Linked DNA regions of Sus scrofa: region 2 is linked to region 1. The links are chromatin contacts, called in public HiChIP or PLAC-seq maps. All regions are on one chromosome and are shown on one strand. Each heading gives the region's core, a stretch centred on a gene start, on an enhancer-like site or on the middle of the called end of the contact. The rest is flanking DNA. Distances are from core to core; before and after follow the strand shown.

The links. HiChIP or PLAC-seq counts read pairs in DNA pulled down with a chosen protein or histone mark.
Region 2: a contact with region 1 is called in an H3K27ac HiChIP or PLAC-seq map of alveolar macrophages. The contact joins two enhancer-like sites. A contact is called at or near these places in 1 of 47 Hi-C or Micro-C datasets (epiblast stem cells) and 1 of 2 datasets of contacts at active chromatin or transcription factors (alveolar macrophages).

Annotation. Positions count from the first base shown.
Region 1 is chr14:125,302,038-125,305,852 of Sscrofa11.1, forward strand. TRUB1 (probable tRNA pseudouridine synthase 1) reads left to right here. Exons shown (of 10, transcript XR_001301213.2): 7 at 675-731; 8 at 1,476-1,685. Among named protein-coding and RNA genes, the nearest start is that of TRUB1, 42 kb to the left of the region's middle. Within about 2 kb of position 1,739, at least 2 of the 83 cell types and tissues checked have an H3K27ac peak or open chromatin away from gene starts, as enhancers often do. A contact at or near this core is called in alveolar macrophages, where this site is marked.
Region 2 is chr14:125,445,061-125,448,767 of Sscrofa11.1, forward strand. It overlaps ATRNL1 (attractin-like protein 1), which reads left to right. Exons shown (of 29, transcript XM_021074415.1): 4 at 2,118-2,246; 5 at 3,567-3,707. Among named protein-coding and RNA genes, the nearest start is that of ATRNL1, 40 kb to the left of the region's middle. Within about 2 kb of position 2,156, at least 1 of the 83 cell types and tissues checked has an H3K27ac peak or open chromatin away from gene starts, as enhancers often do. A contact at or near this core is called in alveolar macrophages, where this site is marked.

The DNA of each region.
Region 1 (3,815 bases), core at 489-2,988:
TAATCCAGAGCCCTACTCTTAACCAGTAAACTTGTATTATACTTAAGAAGATAGATGTTTAGATGTGCATTCAGTTCTAGTACATTGTGTAATTTTAAGTTATTTCATGATTTTTTTCAGGAATATTTCCAAGAGAACATTTAAATGCGCCAAGTTCTCCACGTAGTATATTACCCCAAACATAATTCCTGTCACTGAAAAGGGGTTTTTTGTTTGTTGTATTTTTTGAGTGTGCAAATCAGAAAATATTTTTAAAATCTACACTTCATAATAGTAAGGCAGAGATGTTCAACCATTTAAAACCTATTAAATGAACAAGCTGAACAAATCTGAAAATATTTTTTAAAAATCTGCCGTTCGTGATAGCAAAGCTGAAATTTCTAACTATTTAAAACATATTAAAAGAACAAGGCTGAAGTATTAAAGTGGTATGACTTGCCAGTTAATTTAAAATGTGTTCATGAGTGTCTGCTGCTTGCTTTCTCTACACTCTGACTTTTCAGTCTCACAAACACATATGCTACTGGATGAATAATTTATGTTTTAGCACATAAATATTTTATCACTTGATTGTTTGCATAGTGCATTTTTACATTTGTTTAGGGGCATCATTTCTATGTAAAGTGGATTTCGTAGGAAGTTAGCAATTTACCATGTCACTGTTAACATTCCAGATGTTGAATGTGGAGGAGGTTTTTATATCAGAAGCTTGGTCAGTGACATTGGCAAAGGTAAGCATAAAGATGAATTATGAATTATCATTTAGAGGGTAAGATTCCTTTTTGATGGGAAGAAGGGATTATCTGTTTTCGTATCTTTGAGTACTGGCCTTAGGAACTGTATTTTTGCTGCCTTCAGCCTTAGAAGCATTATAGGTTTATGGCAGACAATTATCAGCATCAGCAGCTGCAGTGAAATGCTTATAATGAGAGAGAGGAGAAAAAGAGGAGCAGAAAATGAAGATGTGAATAATGAATCCAAGGACCAGCATTTTTTTTCAAGTGTAAAAATATTTTGACTCAAAGTAGGGATAAGAAAAAAAAGATTAATCCTTCTAAAAAAGTTATTTTCATTGCTACAGTCAAATTAAAGAAAAACAAACAAACGAAAAAACCTGGAAGCCGTAGTCTTGCAAACAGCCAGGAAGTTGCAGTTCTGGCCCTGCCATTTGCTGGCAGTGGTGACCCTGGACAGGTCACATTGAGTCACCAAAATGAAAATTACTTCATAGAGCTCCGCGTCATGGGTTAAATAAATGTGTGTGAGAGTTCCTTGTAGACTTTAAAGCAGTTTGGTAGGTTAGTTATTAAGTATTATTTTGCAACTTAATTATTTCTTAATCTCAAGGATCTTGGATTATTAGGATTTTACATTTGGGGTAGTTCTGAGATGTTGAAATGAGTTGTCTGTCCTTTGAATAATAATAGAGTAAGAAGTCCTGAATCATTTCTCTTGTGTTCTCTTTTTCCCTTTTGTTGCCGGAGAACTCTCTTCCTGTGCCAGTGTGCTAGAGCTGACCCGGACCAAACAGGGACCGTTTACACTAGAAGAGCATGCCCTTCCCGAGGACAAATGGACGATTGATGACATCGCACAATCTCTTGATCAGTGCGCCTCTCTTCTCCCAGAAGAGCTGGCACTTAAAAAATCAAAACCCGAGGAGTCTAATGAACAAGTTTTGAGCTGTGAGTATATAACTCTAAATGAGACAGAGGAAAACGATGATGTAATTAAGACATTTTAAGACTGGCTTGGGATTGTCATCATTTCCTGGTTGACATTTGAATCCTGTGTGCAGAATGATAAGCTATGTGCAAAAGCCAAACTTCCTTTTTTTTTTTTTTTTTTTTTTGCATGAAGAAAATGTCCATGATTTGTAGTTTTTATGGCATACAATTTATCTTCTGTACATTGTAAGTAGCCTTACAGTCGTTCATTTCTTGTTGTACGATGGACAGTTTTTTTATGGTGTTATTATGTTGGTAGATTGGATTTAGGAAAATCAACTTTCTGATTTTGATATCTATTCAAAACTTTTTTTTTTTTCCACAGTAAGACTGTGAATATCATATTTTTTTTTTTATAATTTTTTTTATTTTCCCACTGTACAGCAAAGGGGTCAGGTTATCCTTACATGTATACATTACAATTACATTTTTTCCCCCATATTCAAAACTTTCATATGAAAAAGGTGACCACATTTTTTAATCAGAGGAGAAAAATGAGCTACATGTTTCTTGGGTGTCACAAAAGTGAATGTAAATTAGAGTTTCTTTGGCTTGCAGGTGGCTCTGGTTATTGAAATTTCTTCACTTATGTTTGAAAAAGCTATTATTTAAACTCGTGTTTTGGAGAGCTTATGATTCTTAAGAACAGTTTTTAATAAGGCTGTACTTATCTTGATAATAGCTGTGTTTATTTAGATCTTGGAAACTAATAAACTTTTTAAATAAATATTTGTAAATGAACAAAATTATTGCTGCTACCGCTGACAGGATGTAAACAGAAGACTAAAGTTTAATTAAATTCACCTGTATCATTAGCACAGGCTAGGTCCTATGGCTTCATGTGTTGGCAGCTCTGAGATATTTTTCTGGTACTTTAATCAATACAATCAACCACCCTTGTACCAATTTACTAAATCTCATTTTAAACAATTAAGCTAAAGAGTGTATCTTCAATCAAAATTTTCTTTTCTCTGTTCTTTAGTATTTATTTATACCTCTTTATAGGGTATTAATCCCTATGACATTGTTTTTTCAATTTGCATTTTCAAGTGATGTTTACAGATGTTGAGATTGCTGCCCTCCATTTCCAGTTAATCTCTTCTGCTATAAATGTCTAAAAACAGTTTTCATTCAGGTAGCCTACTGAAAGTTCCCTATCTCTTTACATAGTTTTTAAACTAGTCACATTACAAAATAGTAAATTTCATATATAATAAGTGCTTCATATTTTTGTTATGGGAAAGCAATATGTTATGCAGCCAGTTTGTAGAAATGTTTAAATTCCACTTCATTATTCAAATAAATACAGTTTCAAAGAGGAAGAATCATTAAAATTTTCATCAAATTAAGAGTTTTTAGATTTTTATGGGTTTTCTTTTAGAGGTGGTTGCTTACAACCTCTAACTTGTAAATTTTAAATATGAAAATTAAAGTAATCTTATTTGTGGTTAACTTAACATAAATTCGATATAAAAAGTTATAGAGGTCCCTGGTGGCTCAGCATGTTCAGAATCTAGTGTTGTCCCTGCTGGGGCTCTGGTTACTGCTGTGGTATGGGTTCTGTCCCTAGCTCAGGAACTTCTGTGGGCCTGGCCAAAACCAAATTTTTTTCATTAAAAAATGCTTCAGTAGACCATTTTCAGCATTTTGGCATCATATTCTAAGAGGAAATATTAAAAGTATTCTTAATATAATACAGAAAATTAGAAGGACAATTGTAAGTATCATGATATGTTAAGTAAAACACCAAAAACACAAAGTTGTAAATTGAAACTTTCACAGTTTTACTTATTTTTATAAGGTGCTCTGCAGTTTGTGTCAACCAGAGGTGGCGGTGGCTCCCTCCTTCTGTTGACATGGCACGGTTACAGGATGTCTTCATATGCCACCAGCCAGGGTCCAAGTAGAGGGATATAAAACAGCCGGAGCATTTCTGCTCTATTTCACAACTTAAAAACTAATGTGGGTTCTCGCTATGATACAGTAGGTTAAGGATCTGGCATCCTTGCCGTGGCGCAGGTTCAATCCCTGGCGCGGTGTGGTGGGTTAAAGAATCTGATGTTGCCACAGCTGTGGCATAGGTCACCG
Region 2 (3,707 bases), core at 906-3,405, 140 kb after region 1:
TTTACATTGTTTGGCCAATTTCTGCTGTAGAAATCTTTTTGAATTAGTGTTTTAATTTTCTTTGGATATATGACCAGGAGTAAAATCACTGGATCAGATGGTAGATTTCTTTTAAATTTTTTGCAAAACCTCTGTAATGTTTTCCATAGCAGCTGCAACAATTTATAGTCCTATCAACAAGTGCATGAAGGTTCCATTTTCTCCATTTCTTGCCAACATTTATTATGGTGGCTTTTTGATGATGGCTATTCTGACGGTGTGAGGTGACATGTCATTGTGATTTTGATTTGCATTTCTCTGCTGATTAGTAGTGGTGAGCATCTTTTCATGAGCTTGTTGGCTCTGTGCATGTCTTCTTTGGTAAAATGCCTATTCATGTCCTCTGCCCATTTTTTTTGCTTTTTACGGCCACATCTGTGGCATATTGAGGTTCCCAGGCTAGATGTCGAATTGGAGCTACAGCTGCTCGCTTATGCCATAGCCATTATTAATGCCTGATCTGAGCTGCATTTGCCACCTACACCACAGCTCATGGCAGCACCTTAACCCACTGAGTGAGGCCAGGGATTGAACCTGCTTCCTCATGGATACTAGTTGGGTTCGTTAACTGCTGAGCCATACGGGGACTCCTGCCCATTTTTTAATCAGTTTTTTTTTTTTTTTATGTTGAGGTGTATGAGATCTTTGTATGTTTTGGATATTAACCCTTTATCAGACATATCATTTGCAAATATCTTCTCCCGTTCAGTAGGTTGTCTTTTTGTTTTGTTGATGGTTTCCTTTGCTGTGCAAAAGCTTTTAAGTTTGATTAGGCCCCATTTGTTTATTTTTGCTTTTTGTCTCTCTTATGTGGAGACAGATCCAAAAAAAATTACGCTACGACTTATGTCAAAGAATGTTCTGCTTATATTTTCTTCTAGGACCTTTATGGTTTCTGGTCTTAACATTTAGGGCTTTACTCCGTTTTGAGTTTATATTTTACTTCATTTTATTTTATTTTTTAAGCATGACTTTGAGCCATAGCAGTGACAATGCCAGATCCTTAACCCAGTGTGCTGCAAGGGAGCTCCATGAGTTTATTTCCTTTATGGGCATGTTGCACTCTCATTGTTTTACATATGGTTGTCCAGTTTTCCCAGCGGTACTTACTGAAGAGACTGTCTTTTCTTCATTGTATGTTCTTTCCTCCTTTGACATAGATTACTTGACTACAAGTGTGTTGGTTTATTTCTGGGCTCTCTTTTCTGTTCCACTGATCTGTGTCTAGTACTTACTGTTTTGATTAACTTAGCTTTGTAGTATAGTCTGAAGTCAGGGAGCTTGATACCTGTACTTTTTTTTTTTTTTTTCTCTTCAAGATTGCCTTGGCTGTTGAGGGTCTTTTGTGGTTTCATGCAAAATTTAGGGTTATTTATTCTAGTTCTGTGAAAAATGTAATGGGTATTTTGATGGGTATTGCACTGAATATGTAGATTTCTTTGGGTAGTATGGCTTTTTTTTTTTTTTTTTTGGTCTTTTTAGGTCTATACCTGCGGCGTATGGAGGTTCCCAGGCTAGGAGTCAAATCAGTGCTGTAGCTGCTGGCCTACACCACAGCCACAGCAATGCCAGATCTGAGCTGCATCTACGAGCTACATCTACGAGCTACACCACAGCTCATGACAATGCCAGATCCTTAACCCACTGCATCCTCATGGATACTAGTCAGATTTCTTTCTGCTGAGCCACGACGGGAACTCCAGTGTGACATTTTAACAATATTACTTCTTCCCCAAGGTAGCTTTAAGTGAAGGTTTACATATGACTTAAATAAAAGATCACCCTATAGTATTATGACAGAATGGAATGCAGGAGCAAAGAGAGAAATGGGACATTGCCGTCCAGATGGGGAGAAGAGAAAAAGGAGTGCAGGGGCATGAGAGTAGTTTGTAGTCTTTTGGCAGAGATTGAGCTAATTGGAGAGAATGGCTATGAACACATTTTGGATTTATCCTTCTAGTTGCCCATTCTAATTCAGATACGTAATGATTCTGACAAGGATATTTTGAATAAATTTCATGTGATTAACAGTCATGTGTACATTAATATACACAATGTTCAACTTTGCTCTCTTATAGTGGTTTGATAGTCCCTGAAATAAGGGGAAATGAAACTGTGCCTGAAGTTGTTACAACATCTGGCTATGCATTGTTACATTTTTTTAGTGATGCTGCATATAATCTAACTGGTTTCAACATTTTTTACTCGTAAGTATTTTTCTCAAAAATTTCATACTGTAATGATTCTTATAATTTGACATAAAAGAGGTTATTATTTGTTTTTATAAATATCTTATATACTAGGAGTAGGCTAGTGTTTTAAATTCCAAAATATATAACATTTCTTCCTAAGTGACGTAAAAGTGTCTAAGCTTGTATTAGATAATTTCAAAGTCTCAGAACGCTATGGTAAGAAGTTAATTTGGTTGAAAATTAATTACAAAACCAAAAATTTTTGGCAAACAGTTAAGTAAACAAATACAAATTTAGTGTAACTTTGTGGGGAGTAGCAGATACCTTTCTGTGCTCTAAGCTGTTTTACACCTAATTTGAAGAGCTCAGTTTTCCAGAGCTAAGTTTTCTAGAGACTCTACTGGATGCTTTATATATATTATATTCTTATAGTATATAGTATGGTCTTTAATTCTCTTCACAACAGTTCTGTCAAAAGGGCATTTTTCCCATTTTACACATTAGGAAATTGAGGCTTAGGAGGTGTGTTAAGTGGCTGTATACCACCATATCCTCGAAGACTAGAAAAATAATTGTTAATTAGACTCTATTGTGTCTAACTCTCTATATAAATTTTTATATCTGTTAAGCCCAAGGCTGAAGTGGATTAGCCAGAGATGCCTTCAGGTGCTTTCACAGGACTGGCCACAGAAGAATGCAGGACATTTTATTTTGTTTTCTTCAGGAATGTAGAAAATGATAGAGAGTTTTTTACTAGGAATAAAATATCTTAAATATCCTAAAATCAGCAGTTTGTTATAGGATTTATTCATCTCAAGCATGTATACAAGGGAAAATAAATATATAGTAGAATATAATCAGAGGGCCTTAAAACAAAACTTGATAAATATCTTTTCACTTACAATGTGTAGGTGATAGCGTGCTATTTAAGTATTATATATATAATCAGTTTAAATCTTGGCTTCTCATATTGTTTCAGGTATTCTTGAACTTTTTTTTTTTTTTCCTGAAAATATATATTCAAAGCATTTGGGTGCTTAAGTCTTTACAAAACATTGTTCTCAGAACTGCATAGATCCTGCAGATGTTGAGTGTGTAGTCCTTGGAAGTTTAGTCTTGGTAGCACAGTAAACTCATTGAATGAGCTGAGGCTAATTGCATATGTGTATAGCTGAATCCATTAGGAGTAAAAAGGTACGGAGTAAGAATTGCAGTCATATTGTGAACTTGCATTAAAGCACATAGACAGATAAAACATTTATAAGGTTTCCAAAATAATCAGAATTCTTTTTTCAATTGTCTTAAATTTGAGTATATATGAATTATATTTTACAGAATCAACTCTTGCCCTAACAATTGCTCTGGTCATGGGAAGTGTACAACTAGCATCTCTGTTCCAAGTCAAGTATATTGTGAATGTGATAAATACTGGAAAGGTGAAGCTTGTGATATTCCTTACTGTAAAGCCAATTGTGG